Regions from separate parts of the Hordeum vulgare genome. Here region 1 is linked to region 2. The links are chromatin contacts, called in public Hi-C maps. All regions are on one chromosome and are shown on one strand. The core of a region is the stretch at or near the end of the contact, and the rest is flanking DNA. Distances in the headings are between cores, read along the strand shown.

Region 1 (4,394 bases), core at 378-2,877, 370 kb after region 2:
TAGCAACATCCCTTAGATTCGTGAAAAAAATACTAATTTGTGAACATCATGTTTTAGTTGCAGAAAGCCTTTATCTAGTCAAGTTGACTAAAACTTATAGTCAGTAGGATAATGAGGAGTAGGAGGTGGAGTTTTCGTTGAAGTAGAGGTTTAATCTAGTGATGATTATAAGATCTGTACATAATTTTGAAAGTTCACAAACATTTTATAAAATCAGGAATATATTCGAAATCCACATGAATTTTTCAAATTTCATGTACACCTTTTGGAATGAGTGGGAAAATTTTAAAAAATAATTTACTATTTAATAACATTTATATAACTTTTACCAATATTTGTTCTATAAAATAGTTCGCTCATGATAAGAAAAAATACCAACAAACGCATAGGCTTACTGTAGATGGCCAGTTGACCAATTTTCACTCACCCCTAAACAAACATACGCCATTGGGTGCCCACTGGCAACCGAGTGCGCCATAATACAATGAAGATTTTATGAATACACGATAATCATTTTTGCAAAGGACATTGGACATTTTTAATACTAGATGGAATTTTTACTTATTCATTGGACAGTTTTGAATACACACTACGTATTTTTTTCTATTATGTGCTAAACTTTCTTCTATATACTGTGCACTCTTTTTAATATACACTGAGATTTTGTCAAAACACATATTGAACAATTTTATAAATACTACTCCCTTCGTTTTAAAATAAATGTCTTAACTTAATAGTAGCTTTAATATAATACTAAACTTGAGATACTTATTTTAGTACAAAGATAGTATTTTATGTTTTAATAGGATCTTAACCACCTAGCTCCGTAAAAGACTACAACAAGAGTTTTGGAGAAAACCTACTAAAAACCCAACGAGAAACAAATCGCACGCGGTAGAGTGCGCCATCCAATTGCCACAACTTTCAAAAGGAGCCTCTCCTGTTCGACCCAGATTGGCATCCAGTAGTGATACTTATGCTTATTGAAGGGCGAACACACATGTGTGTACATTCGTGGGCTTGCCCTCTGTGAGAGGTTCAGCTTTAGATTGCGCACTTTCTATTTGGCGTCACACGCGTTAGTTAACGTGCATTTTTGTAAACTGACGATTGTGGCGTTCGTAAATGGCCTGGCTTATCTAGATGCCATTTGACATTTGTTTTAAAAATTACATGAACTTATTTAATTATTTATGAACTTTTTTTAAATTTCATAAAGTGTTTTTTAAGATTGATAGACTTATTTCAATATAGATGAACTTTTTTAAAATTTTGATGAACATATTTTTGAAAATGGATGAACTTTTTTCAGTTCAATGACATTTTTTTAAAATACATGAACTTTTGTTGAGATTTTACGATCTTTTTACAAATTTATTGGACTTTTAAAAAATTTAACGAACTTTTCCTAAATTTGATGAACTTATTTCATTTTCAATGAAATTTTTTTGAACTTGATTAAATTTTTAAAAATTGATGAACCTTTTCAAAGATATGAGATTTTTTTCAAATGGATGAACCTTTTTTTTATTTAAATAAGCAAAATAAAAAAAAACTGGGCAGCACTCCAACGGGCCGATCCATTCTAGCAATGCCGTAGGTGCCGGATCATTAACAGACGCCCGCGGCGGTGCATAGAATCTCCCTTTGGATCGTTGCTTAAAAGTGTTTACGTATAGGGCGCAGACGCAGCTAGGTCTAGTAGCGGCCGGCCCATATTCTTTATGTTCGTCTTTTCTGTGTTTTCCACTAAGTTTTTCTTTACTTCTTTTTTCTCTTTCCTGTTTCTTTTTTTCATTAAATACATGAACTTTTTCAAACTTGGTGAAGTCTTCATTTTATGTGAACATTGTGTTCAATATTCATGAACTCGTTTCAAATTGGATGGATTTGTTTTGAAAATTGATGGAATTTAATGAAAATTGTGCAGGATTTTTCAAATGGATGACATATTTTAAAAATAAAAAAATAAAAACCACCATCAAATTTCGAAGAAAAATATCAGTTTCAACCGGATTCACAAAATAAAATCATCAAATTTTCGAAATACCATGAGCTTGAATGATTGTTCATCGATTTTGAAAAATGTTCATTAATTTCGCAAAAATGTTCCCAAAATTTAATAAAAAATTCATGAAATGTTCAAAATAACATCATAGATATCTAAAATAAGAAAAATAAAAAAAATCAAAATAATTGTTCAATTTTGAAAAACCACTTCATAGATTTCGAAAAATACTTAATGATTTGAAAATAAAAAATAGATAGAACAAAGTAATGAAAAAAATAAAAATAAATTAAATAAAGTAAACCAGGTCGAAAACACAGAAATAGAAAACGAACAGAAAAATATGAACCAGCCCGCTACTAGACCTCATGTATAGGTGGGTTTGGAGGGAACAACTAGTTAGCTAGCACTCTATCGGGACCCTCCCAACGACGTACCGCCATTTGGCGCATTCTCAGCTATCGCCACGTGTCGCGCTATGAGCGTTCCCTTTCGATTTCTTCTTTATTATTATTTTCCGCACGTGTTTTTGACTTTTTAAATTGATTTTTTTATTGTTTCAGTTTTTCACCGGTCTTTCTTAGCTTTTCGATGGAAAAAGATTTAACGTGCTTTCTGTTTTTTCGCGAGAGACACGATGTTGCTTTCGCGGGAGGCATGGTTGCACTTTTGTGAGCGAAAAAACATATTTTCTGTTTTTTTGCAAGAGACACTGTTTTGTTTTCCTTGGAGCAACGGTTTTATGTTCGCGAGAGGGACGACCATGCCTCTTGAAATTGAAAAAAAGACAATTTTTTGCGAGAGGTAAGGTTTTGCTTCCGCGAGAGGTATGGCCGTTCCTCTCGGAAACGAAAAAAATATGTTTTTTTTTATTTTCAGCCATAGTTTTTCTTCTGCCTTTTCTTCCGCGAGAGGCACGATTTTGCCTTCGCAAGAGGCACGGTCAGAATGGTCGTGTCTCTCGAAAATGGAAAAACGCGTTTCTATCTTTTTTTATCGCAAGAGGTATGGTTTTTCTGTCTGGTTTTTCATAAAAAACAGTTCATTGGAACCTATCAACATAAGATCTAGTGTTGAGGATCTCGACACGGGAAACTCAATGGTGAAAATGATTTGCGATTTGAACGCGCGGTTTAAGAGATAAAATATTTTAAAAATATGGATCTAAAAAAAAAAAAAAGTTGCGGCAAGTGACGCACTGCAAGTAATATTTGAAACAAATCTTTACCTAATAATAAAGCAATTAGTGTTTCTGATCGTCCGTCATTAACATTATCCTTAAAGTTGATATAAATTATCCATTATGCCATTCATAGGTTAAGAAAACGTTTCAAATTTTCCCAAAGTCGCCGTCTACTTTGTTATTATAGGGAGGTGATACGAACAATGAACACATATGCTCGCCCGCCATAGTGGCTAAGGCAACGCTGTTTTACGCAAGTAACCACCGTTCGATAACCATAGAGAGCAATTTTTCCTTTTCATTTTCTCAGGCAGTGTCCTCCCTTCATGAGCCTGGCTGGACTCTTTTAATTCTTTTTTCATTTCGTTCTTTCTTTCTTCTTTTCTCATTTTGTTCTCATCCTTCTACGGAGTATAAATTAATTCGGCATTTCCAAATTTCAAAAGTGATGAATTATAAAAATATTTGCAAAATTATAAATTGTATGTGAATTCAATTTGTTAAGGAAATCATAAAAGTTTTGTGGATTCAAAAAATATTGGTGTATTTGTAAAAAAAAAGCGATTTGAAAGAAATAGTCGGAAAATGATCGTGCTCATGATTTTGAAAAAAATGATCTTGTGTTCAAAACATATTCGGGAACCTGAAATAAGTGTCCATCAAATTTAGAAAATGTACAGAAAAAGTAAAAAACAAAAAATTTAAAATTTGTTCCCTGATTTTAAAAAGGTTGAGTGATCTAACATATGTTTGTTGAGTCAAAAAAATGCTCATGAACTTGAAAACTTTTTATGCATTTCAGAAAATGTTCGTAAACAAAAAATTTTGTGCATTTTAAAAGGTTCATGATTTTTTTGTGAAAATCCAAAATTTCAAAAGATGACGATTTAAAAGCTATTCACCAATTCAAAGTCTTTTATGTCTAGGATTTTATGTTATTTTGTTTACATGGGAGTAGTTTTTTGGTCGATGAGATTTGTTTTAAAACTTTTAAATATTTGCTTACACAACATAATGACAAGTGTGGCATGAAGTGGTAAGCTCATTACCTTAGAATTTAGCATGTTGAATGTATTGTGCTCACGTGAACATCGTGACCATCATCAATGAGGATGGGAGAGAAAGTTAAGTGGCAACATGATGAGCCACCTTGTTAAAAGAAAGGGTATTCATATGTGAGGGTATTGAATCAATCCGAAAAAT
Region 2 (3,977 bases), core at 533-3,032:
TGGATGGATCAGTTCCACCGTGAGACCTCCTATGAACCAAACAAGCTGTTAATTTGTCCAAGCGTGGCAGTTTTAAACGGCCCTTTCAAAACTTTCTGTCATCTATCCTCGTGAGAGGAATATCATTGCCCGTTCTTAGTCGCAATGATCACACACGATGACAATGGACTGATTAATGGGTGATAAGGAGGAAGGCAATGACACGCATAGAACCATAGTAGTCTGTGATGTTGCAGCGGAAAAAGTCCATTTTAAACCCTGAACTCGTAGAAGTTCGGCGAATCAAACCCTCAAGTCCAAATCCCTGTCGTTTGCACCCTGAACTATACAATCCCGGTCTAAATCGAACCCTGGGATTGTTTGTCAAACCGGGATTGCAAAGGATGTCCGGGATTGTTTTTTTCGAACAACGGACTGGGGTTAGTTGTGCTGGCGCGCGGGAAAAAGTCTAGACCCGTCTAGTTTGCTGATTATTTCGAACCCAACAACCTAGTTCGTTGGTTATTTTTTTTTGTTTTAATTTATATTTTTATATTTTTTGATGTGCCATGCAGGCGGCCAGGCACGCACGCACGTACGTAGTGCACCCGACCGGCCATGCACGTACGTACGCAGGCAGCAGCCGACCATACCTCCTGCATGCACGCACGTACGCAGGCAGCAGCCAGCCATGATGCACGTACGTCGGCAGCAGCGAGCCGAAGCCGAACGCCGCGCGCGGGCAATCACACAGGGCCACTGGTGGTAGTGTCGTCATCAGTAGGCAGCGGCGGCGGCGACGTGCGCAGGTGCGCTGAGCCGGCGGTAGCGGAGCGACATGGGCGGGCATGCTGGGCCGGCAGGATCGGGGCGAGGCAGCGCACGGGATGAGCGTGCGGAGGCGAGGCAGCGTAGTATATAAAATGTGATCGTATTTGTTTTTATAAAATGCCTGTACAATCAAAAAATGCTTGTCAAATTAATAAAATGTTTACATATTTAAGAAATGTGTCCATGATATATAGTTCATTGTTTAAAAAAAAACGTTCATGAATATGGTAAAATTTCATTGATTTTGAAAAAACCTCATCAATTGAAAAAGGTTCACAGAAAAGAGTCCAACAACTATAAAACAAAGTTGACAAAATTTGAATAAAAAGAATTCACGGATTCAGGAAAAGTTAAATGATATTGGAAAAAAGTTCACGGTTTTCAAATAAAAAGTCTATGGATTTGAATCATCTTGCACACATTTTTAATATTTCAGGGTGCAAACATCAGCGTTTTTATGACTACGGCCCATCAGTCAGCCGAATCCCGTTGATATTTGCCACGTCAAAGTTTTTATGTCTCAAGGTTTAATTAAAATCCGGAATGTATAGTTTAAGGGTAAGGGACCTTTATAATTAAATTCAAGGTTTAAAATAAACTTTGCTTGTCATGTTGTTCTGCTGTCTGCCGGCAACGCCAAATATTCATTGACGGACTGCTATCAAACAAATTGACACGGACCACAAGATAGGCCCCGCCAAAAAGGAGAGAGGACAAGATACAGATACAGGGAGAAGATTAAGTCGACCGATCAGAGGATGTGTGGTGCGCACTAGCTGACGGATACATTGCTGGCTGACCTGTACTCAGGTCCCCTCCACTCCAATTATAGGCCGGTACTAGCATAAAAAATCACATATGTACCCCTGCTTGTACGTCACTTGGCAAACGAAATTTTGCTTGGCCGGTAGTGTGGGTTACCCATTGTTGCATTCTCATTGCATGTCGAAGCAACACGTACCCAGGCACGGCTAGCTGTTCCCTGTGTGGCTTGCTCACCAGGGATCGGCTACGGCTAGCGTGACTAGTGACGGGTGATTATTTGGTCCCGGCCATCGGGGCCCTACTAAAGCAATGTTCCAATGTAAATGATGATAAATGAAGGCAAACCCTTTGCTTCTATCCCTCTACCTCGCTATATTAATTAGGGCATTACTTATTTTCCAACACATTTTTGTTAAAAAAGAAAACCCTACACATCCCTCCTTTTGACTTCTAAAATTTACTACACAATGGTGTAAGATTGCCCCCCTACTTTTCTTCATAACGGGCACTAACCTGGCAACCGCGTCATTCCTTCCTCTAGACGACCCGGGTGGTGGTGGTGGCTCCCCCGGCCTTCCCACCTCTTCTCTTGACCCTTTCCCCCGTCGTCGCCGGTATACTCCATTGGGCAGGTCAACGGTGGCAGGATTTCCTTCTCTCACCCCGTGGGTTGGCTGCTCGTGGATGGGGGATTCTGGAGCGACGGTTCGCAACCAGTGTACCGCCCCTCATGGCGATAGAAAGGTACGATGGGCGGTCGGGGTTGCACAGTGTTAGCTCAACAGTGGTGCCTCCTGGTCAACTTGGGGCAGCTGCACAACATGGGTGGCATCGGACCTCACCTGGTGCTCATGGTGTGTAGCGCAGAGGCCTACTGAAAGTGCATTTAATCCCTTGGTGGTTTTGGTAATTAATATGTCATTGAACTAATGTTTCTCTCAAGTACATTTCAGAGAAGTTCAATGATTGGCTTGGCTAGGATGTGTGATGTGGAACCCCTATGATGCAAAGGAGACATATTGGCAAAAGCTTCAATACTCTACATTTTGCTTTAAGTGATCTTGATCACATTGAGTTCATAGGAAAGTTAATACTATTAAAAGGATCTTGATCACATTTAGTCCATTGGAAAGCCAATACTATTAAAAGGGAATGAGGTATTGATGACGATCTGGTTGCTCACGTGCTTAGAGATTTTCCACCAAAAACCCTCAACCACATTCTCACATAATTTTTGTCCAAAAACCCTAAAGCCTAATCGGTCCAACCGAAGTTTCTCTTTCAGTGCCACCGAGTCACCTATGATAGAGCCCCTAAGTCAAAGCCTAACTTCTCGGTGCCAAGACCTCGTTCGGTGGAACCGAAAAGCAGTGACCAACTTGCCGGAGTCGATTGCATTAATTTTGGAGTCTCCGAGATGAAACAATCGGAACCTCCGAGTCTTTGGGGATGCTTAAGGTGAACTAAATCGGTCTCTCCGAGATGTTTCCTTTGGTCTCAACAAAAAACGAAAAGCGGCAATCTTTTGCACTAGTTGGTACCACCGAGATTATACTTCGGTGTCACCGCGTTGTGCAGTAATATTGTAATGGTTGGATTTTCGGTGAAGGTTATAAATACCCCTCCACCACCACTTTTTCTTTGAGAGAGCCATCAGAACGAAACTACACTTCCACAACTCATTTTCTGAGAGGACACCACCGACTCATGTGTTGAGATCAAGAGATTCCATTCCTACCATATGATTCTTGATTTCTAGCCTCCTCAAGTTCCTTTCCACCCAATCATCCTCTTCTACCAAGCCAAATCCTGTAAGAGAGTGTGTCGTGGTATTTCCGGGACAGATGCCATGGGGTGGCTTAACTCATAGGTGGGGGCCGATGGGCCCCGACGACGTCTGTGAGCGGGTGAGGTGCAACTCGTGTGACACCGGTTTACCCAGGTTCAGGGCCCTCCGGAGAGGTAATACCCCTAATCCTGCTTGGATGACTATAATGTAATCACAGTACAATGGTTGCTCCTTGAGCTGTTCGTGAGGAGGGAGACGGAGCGCTAGCTGCCGGTCTCGCTGCCTCAGGTGGAATGCTACGTACGGTTGTGGGGTCGCTATCTGTTTTAGCCTGCCCCTCTCAGCGGGCACGGACGTGGCTTTTATAGTCAAGCCAGGGGTACAATGGTAACTATAAGATTTGGGGTGGGGCCCGACCGCTAGCCTCTTAGGCCGGCTACGGGGCCCACCCGCGGTTGGGTCTTGTCGCAGGACCTGCCGGTCGTGTGCAGCAGCGGTCGGTGCGCCGGGGCCGTCAGGGCGGGTGTGACAAAGGGGGAATTGTTAGGGATCGTAGTAATTTCAAAAATTTCTTACGCCATGCAAGGATCTATCTATGGAGAAACCAACAATG

Evidence for each region. A called contact is a pair of places that touch in the nucleus more often than the background predicts.
Region 1: a Hi-C map of leaf shows a contact between it and region 2, with 2.9 times the contacts expected there. The contact joins two enhancer-like sites. A contact is called at or near these places in 2 of 6 Hi-C or Micro-C datasets (leaf and seedling).

The regions. Positions count from the first base shown.
Region 1 is chr4H:592,804,169-592,808,562 of MorexV3_pseudomolecules_assembly, forward strand. No RefSeq gene overlaps it. Among protein-coding and RNA genes, the nearest start is that of LOC123447380, 22 kb to the left of the region's middle. Within about 2 kb of position 1,628, at least 2 of the 3 cell types and tissues checked have open chromatin away from gene starts, as enhancers often do. A contact at or near this core is called in leaf, where this site is marked.
Region 2 is chr4H:592,432,654-592,436,630 of MorexV3_pseudomolecules_assembly, forward strand. No RefSeq gene overlaps it. Among protein-coding and RNA genes, the nearest start is that of LOC123449854, 21 kb to the left of the region's middle. Within about 2 kb of position 1,783, at least 3 of the 3 cell types and tissues checked have open chromatin away from gene starts, as enhancers often do. A contact at or near this core is called in leaf, where this site is marked.